Regions from separate parts of the Mus musculus genome. Here region 2 is linked to region 1. A link is a contact called in public HiChIP or PLAC-seq data. All regions are on one chromosome and are shown on one strand. The core of a region is the stretch at or near the end of the contact, and the rest is flanking DNA. Distances in the headings are between cores, read along the strand shown. Region 1 overlaps Asap1 (ArfGAP with SH3 domain, ankyrin repeat and PH domain1). Region 2 overlaps Gm30632 (a long non-coding RNA gene).

Region 1 (3,293 bases), core at 217-2,716:
ATGCCAACACACATAACAGCATGATCCAGACAACTCACTAGGCATAGGTCTTCCCATGAGTTATCTAAAATTATTAATAACTGATAAGCCTCCATATATATATATGTATGTATGTATGTATATGTATGTATATATGTATATATATATATATCCTGGCTGATGAGTAACTTTCATGTGTTGATAAGGGAAATCACTGGAGGGCCAAATTCTTTCAGGGTGATAATGCAGCTCTTCTTTCAGGAACTCTGAGAAGGAAAGGGGCTTCAAGAGGCTATAATTACCAATAGCTAGTGATTTGGTCCATCTTGCCTGTCCATCTATTCCTGAAAAAGACAACCTAAAGCAGGATGAATTTATTTGAGCTTGAGGTTTCAGAGGGCTCAATACATGGTCACGTGGCCCTGTGTTTTTGGGTAGAACATCATGGTAGAAAACTCATGTTTGATTCTCAGAATTCATTAAGTAGCCAAAAACTACTGTAACTCCAGTCCCAATGGATCCAATGTCCTCTTCTGATTTCTACATGCAGCAAGTATACACATACTTCATATACATACACACAGGCAAAGCACTTGTCTTTGTTAAGGTTTCTATTTCTGGAACGATGACCAAATACCATGACCAAAACTTGGGGAAGAAAGGGTTTGTTTAGCTTACACTTCTACAGTGTAGTCCATCACTGAAAAAGTCAGGACAAGAACGCAAGCCGGGCTGGAACCCTAAGGCAGGGGCTGATGTAGAGGCCATAGAGGGGCACTGATTATTGGCTTGTTTCAGGTCTACCAGCCCAGGGATGGTACCACCTATAAATGGACTGGGCCCTCCACTACCAATCAGTAATTAAGAAAATGCCCTACCGGTTTGTCTACAGCCCAATCTTACAGAGACATTTTCTCAGTTGAGGCTCCCTCCTGCTGGTGACTCTAGCTTGTGTCAAGTTGGCATAAAACTATCCAGCACAATGTTCAGATATATTAAATAAATAAATAAATAAATAACCTCTCTCTCACACACACACACACACACAGAGAGAGAGAGAGAGAGAGAGAGAGAGAGAGAGAGAGAGAGAGAGAGAGAGAGAAACACAGATACACACATGGGGAGAGAGAGACAGAGAGACAGAGAGACAGAGACAGAGACAGAGACAGAGACAAAGACAGAGAGAGATTAGAATGAATCACAGTGTACCCTGTTGGCCTTCCTTATAAAACTGGAGAACCATCTGGTATTTAAAAACAAAAACAAAAAAACTTCATATATTGGATGTTAGACATGGTGTCAGAAAAAAATACAGACTTGACACCCATAAAAAGTCTACTTCATTGTATTTGAGGAACAATGCCTGCCCTTTTCCTTCTGAGAGACATTCCCTGAACCCCATGACCTGGCTAATCCAAGAGGACTATGCTCCGCTGAGTGGCTCTGCCCCACTGACTCAACTTCTGATTCAACCGTCCTCCTGGGTGTGTGTACAAGAAAGATGCCACACCCAAAGCTGTCATACTCATTGTCCCTGAGGTCCAGAGACCAAACAAGACTAGCCAAGGAATCTGTTGTTATGCTTGCCCCACCCCTGTCCCCTAGGCATGGGCAGCCAGCCTATGTACAATAATATACTGGAGAGGTGGTCCCTCTTCTCAACTGAGCACCTATTTATTGGACACAAGTGTAAGACTGGATCCAACAAGAATGGTAGCCTGAGTCAAGTCTCTGAATTATGAGAACATATTTGGGAATTGATCCCAGGTAGACAACAGAGCAAGTAAGATGGGAAGAAAGCCATTCTTGGATGTATTAAAGAGCAGGATACAGAGATGGTAATCTGAGCTCACCACACTGGAGACCTTGGAGGATGCTATGAAGCACACCTCAGAGTAGAGCCTCTAGAGACAGGGAGGCTAGAGTGCTTTCTGTCCCACTCTAGTCCCCAGTTGGCTAAGGAAGGACTGCCCCTGGGCAGTTAGATCCATGAAGTTCTGACCTGGACCATGTGCAGTCTAAGGTCACCAAGAAGATCCCTTGGGGAAGAATAGCGGTTGAAGCCTTGGGTACAAGGAGCAATGTGAGCCCAGATGATCCAAGTTAAACGCCTGGTACCCAAAGACTCTACCCATCAGATGATGTACCAGGTCCTAAGGTAGGACCTTGGGCCAGTCAAGAGGTAGCTGTAACCAAGCAAGTAAAAACTTAGGCTACGCCCAGCACAGTGCTGTGAGCAGCAATGGAAGTCAGTCAGACTTTGTCAGGTATGTAGTTCAACCCATGGAAGTCATAGGAGAAAAAAGAAACAGACAAGATTACTTCTAATAATAGGTCACATGTAGCAAAATAGTATCACATCCACATGCCATCAGTGGAACATGTCTGCATCTGTTTTGTCATGCGAACTCTGGGAAACTAATATATTTTATTCTTACATCTCAAGTTGGACAAGCCACGCTTACGGTTCTTAACAGGAGCTTGCAGCATTAGAGTGACAGTGTTAGAGCACCATTGAAGACAACCCAGGGGCAGCAACTTTCTAAAGCACTGAGGACAAAAATCTAAGACTTGCATGGTTAAGCCTTGACCTCACTGTCCAAGTCGTTGACTTTTGTGACATCATAGCCCTAGGTTTTGTCACTTTTGTCTCACACACACCTTGGGCATTTACACATGCCACCCCAGAATACTTTGCAAACTGACCCCACCATAACTTCGGGTCTGACTCCACATCGTCCCTCCTCCCTGCCCTGGCTCCTCCCACTTCAGATGCTTCCTTCTCTCTTTGCCCGGGCTTATTTTTGTAAGTTACATACCATCAGAAATTATCTTGTTTTTTTAATGTTATTTATAGATTTTCCTGTCTTTCTTGCTAGGAGCTGAATGCCCAGCTTCTGTAGCAATGCCTGGCAAAACAGCAGATGCTTTATCAATATTTGCTGAATAAATGAATAAATAAGTCACTGCTCTAGAGAATTCAGCAGAGACCAACTCTGACACCAACACTATGACAAAGCCTCATTGGTATTCCATCGCATGGTGTGGTGTGATCACCAATAGAGGCTTGTTTTGAGAATGGGAAAGAGGTGACAGAGAAGGGAAGGAGGCTGGAGGGGACAGGAAGTGGCGACTTTAGCCAGAGAGCCCTTCACAGAGGAGCCAGGTCTTGGAGAATATGAGTGTGTGCTGGACAGGAGACGGAAGCGCATGCGCAAAGGCAGAGGCAGAGAAGAGCATGGCTAACCCGTGTCAACAGCCTCCCTATCTACTACTCCCACCCCCACAGAAGGGCTTGCAAGGCTTCTTATTCA
Region 2 (3,293 bases), core at 419-2,918, 210 kb after region 1:
TCAGGATCTCCAGTCATTTATCAGCCAGTACCAGGACATATATGTCTGTTTTTACTGGCACAGCCATCCATTCCATCCCTTCACGACCACTCAGACCATCCTAGACACTTCTGCTATATGACCATCATATACTCTCTCCAGCAGTAGCAGTGGCAGCAGCAGGAGCAGCAGCTCACCATGGCAACTACCAACATTGTCATCATTCACTACCTACCACGCCCGTCATATATCTTCTATTGCCTTGGAAAATCCATTCTGAAAACATTACCACCTTGTTCATACATTTATGTATGAAGCTCAGATATTGTTTTAGTCCCAGCATGGCTTTTGCTGTCTATTTCCCATTCTCTTATTCACTGTTTGTGTCCCAGAGCTCTGTCCACCCCAAGCTAGAGGCCCTCTTCTGCCTTGTCTTATTTCTGGATCTGTATACATCCTCCAAGATGGAATTTCTTTTTTCTTTTTTTCCCGTCCTGAATAATCTGGCTATTCCCCTGTAGCTAAGGAACTGAGTGTCTCTTGAGACCCTGGGGGCTGTTAGGCTTTTTACCCGGCAGCAACAACCTCATATGGCAGACTTTATCATTAATGATACCTTTGAGTATTTTATACATGCCAGCTTCTCATTCACCCGAGGAGGGAGGCAGGGAACCAGATGACCAAGCATTCTTTCTAGTTCCTATATCATAATTATCACTTGCTGAGGGAGCTGGTATGAGATGACTTTAGCTGATTTACAGAACTATTTTCTGGTATGGGCTGCTAGCTCGTTGCTGAGGCAGAGGGAAGATTCAGTGGCAAGGTGCCCTTTCTATCTTGCTACTTCTAGAAGCAGCAGCTTCTGCTTTCGAGTCAAAGCCTGGTGGCCTCTGGGGGGCCAGACAAAAACTTATATGCTTTTCAAAGCATGAGTCATTGGTCTTTTTTGTGACTGTCCTCTGTTTTAAGAACATGGTAATTACTGAATCTGGGAGCACAGCTGTCCTTGGGGTGTGTATCAAACCATCTGGTCCCCACGATGTTCCCAAGTTACTTTCGTACCCAGTGGGCTTTTGTTTCTACCTTGTGAATTCACCTGATCACCACATCGACTGCCTGCTCATTGTCCTCTGTTGTGTCTTTGGCATGTTTCCTCTTATTGTTTGATGGCCTAGACAGCCCTGCCTGATGTTCCTGAGGTCACTGCATTAGGCAATATCCCAGGAACAATGATCATAGTGATATTTTTAGAGAAGGCCATGTGAGGCGATGGAAATTGTACGCAGTGTTCAGTATCCATGCCTGTGATTCAGATTTGGGCTCATCCACTCATGCGCAGGCTAAGTGACCTGAGTCTGAAGGGCCTCAATTTCCCATGAGACCATCTAACATAATGGCACCACCCGAAGAGTTATGGTGATTAAATGAAACAACAGAGCATTTGATTTAGAGCAATTCATAGCACTTACTAGATCCCTCTTTTTTTTTTAAAGCCAATTTAGTTCCTACTCCTCTTGAGCTTTCATTATAGCATCTTGATTGGAGAGAATTAAAATGCAGTTGAGATTGCTTTCCTGAGAAACCAAGGGACAATATTTCTCAAGCAATTATCTCCAAAGGAGAGCTAACCTGGGAAGAAGGATATTTACATAAGAGGTGACTCAGTCTCTGGGTGATTTATGTCTCCTGTATACACCATGCTGGGAGGGGGTTGCAGACATGGTCTCTACCCTCTATGCAGCTCTCTTTATAGTTGTGTCCACCTGATATTTTGCACATATCCATCAGTGCTGTCAGAATGAAGGGGCAAAAGAACTAAGCAGCTCCAACCCATCATTCATTGTTGGTGAACCAAAACTGCCTATGGTATCTCGGAGGTCTAGGTTGAATTCTTTTCATGTTCCTAGCTGGTTTTCCAATATTGACAGGTCTGTTCTCTTACTAAACCCCAGTTTCTTTGTCTACAAATAGATGTAGGAAATCTTACTCATCTTCAAGATGATTTAAGTGTGAAGGGAGGAAAGATCTGAACCCCAGTTGCTTCATAATGAAGAGTGAATTGCAGCATAAAATGGAAAAGACCAAAGCAGGACTCAGATATAGTTTTGTGGTCTATTACTAAAACAATTAGAAGCATTTTATGGTGCTTGTTGCCTTCCTCATTAGACTGGTTTCTTTCATATATCACATGTATAGGGTTTCTCATGACCTACCTCTGTCATCTTGGATTAGACCCTTCAGGCTAATATGATTGCTTCTGGGTCAACCCCTATAACCACTTGATTTTTCTTCCCACTCTGAAGCTAGGACTAGTGCCACTCAAAGCCTCTGCTAGGCTGTGAGGGAGGTATGAAAGCTGAGATAATGTTGGGAAGACAAATACCATACTACTCAGAGAAGCATTTTTAAGGATCAAGGAACTGCCATGATAATACTTTAGCTGGAGGTTTTTAAACATTGACCCAGGCAGGCAGAAATTCAACTTCACAAGTAGAACTAGCTATCCCTCCTAATACATACCAAATCTCATTCCCAATGCACTTCTCAGATTTCTCATTCTATTATCTACTTCCTGCCTGTCATTATTATTAATTTATATGGCTGGATCAATAATGGTTCTCCTTCCTCACTCGTTTTCTAACCACCAGATCTGCAACTGTTACTTACATAGATGGTAAAAAGACTTCAAATATTAGCCTAAAGATTTACAGATTATGTAGGTAGATTACAGATAATGTAATCACAGAATCCTCCTAAGAGTGATATGGAGGAGGTGAAAGATGGTGAGATCAGGGGTTGGAGTGCTGGGATTTGAAGATGGTGGAATACAAGTCAAGAAACACATACTAAACACTACAGAGGGGAAAGAAATCAATTCTATCTGCTCACAGCCTCCAGAAGAAGGCAATCTTGCTAATACCTTTAGTCCAATAATGTGAATTCCAGACTTCCAGTTTGTAAAACATATGACAATGGATGTGTATTGCTTTAAGCTGCGACTATTATTATTATTATTATTATTATTATTATTATTATTGTGATAATTTGTCATAGTACCAATAGGATAGTTATACAATATAAAAATAAGAGCTACCCTATGTCGAGCCAGCTGCTCAGCTAAGTGCTTTTGTATTATTTCACAGAACTCTCACAATGACAGTTGGTGTCTGTGGTTGTTAGTATTCTGTGTCAATGGACCAGATTGAGATTTGTGAGACATACTCTTTCACTTACAGAAAGAAAATCTTGTGGGATAGAGGTCCCTCGATCTAATAAAAGAGAAAAGGAGACAACCAACCAAATACCAGCATTGA

The links. HiChIP or PLAC-seq counts read pairs in DNA pulled down with a chosen protein or histone mark.
Region 2: a contact with region 1 is called in a FOXA1 HiChIP or PLAC-seq map of pancreatic cancer cells. The contact joins two enhancer-like sites. A contact is called at or near these places in 2 of 484 Hi-C or Micro-C datasets (uterus and ventricular fibroblasts) and 2 of 115 datasets of contacts at active chromatin or transcription factors (fibro-adipogenic progenitors and pancreatic cancer cells).

What each region holds. Positions count from the first base shown.
Region 1 is chr15:64,329,760-64,333,052 of GRCm38.p6, forward strand. The region is part of intron 2 of Asap1 (ArfGAP with SH3 domain, ankyrin repeat and PH domain1); the gene reads right to left. Among named protein-coding and RNA genes, the nearest start is that of 1700010G06Rik, 17 kb to the left of the region's middle. Within about 2 kb of position 1,467, at least 42 of the 459 cell types and tissues checked have an H3K27ac peak or open chromatin away from gene starts, as enhancers often do. A contact at or near this core is called in fibro-adipogenic progenitors and pancreatic cancer cells, where this site is marked.
Region 2 is chr15:64,541,438-64,544,730 of GRCm38.p6, forward strand. All of the region lies in intron 1 of Gm30632 (a long non-coding RNA gene), which reads left to right. Among named protein-coding and RNA genes, the nearest start is that of Gm30632, 9.1 kb to the left of the region's middle. Within about 2 kb of position 1,669, at least 46 of the 459 cell types and tissues checked have an H3K27ac peak or open chromatin away from gene starts, as enhancers often do. A contact at or near this core is called in fibro-adipogenic progenitors and pancreatic cancer cells, where this site is marked.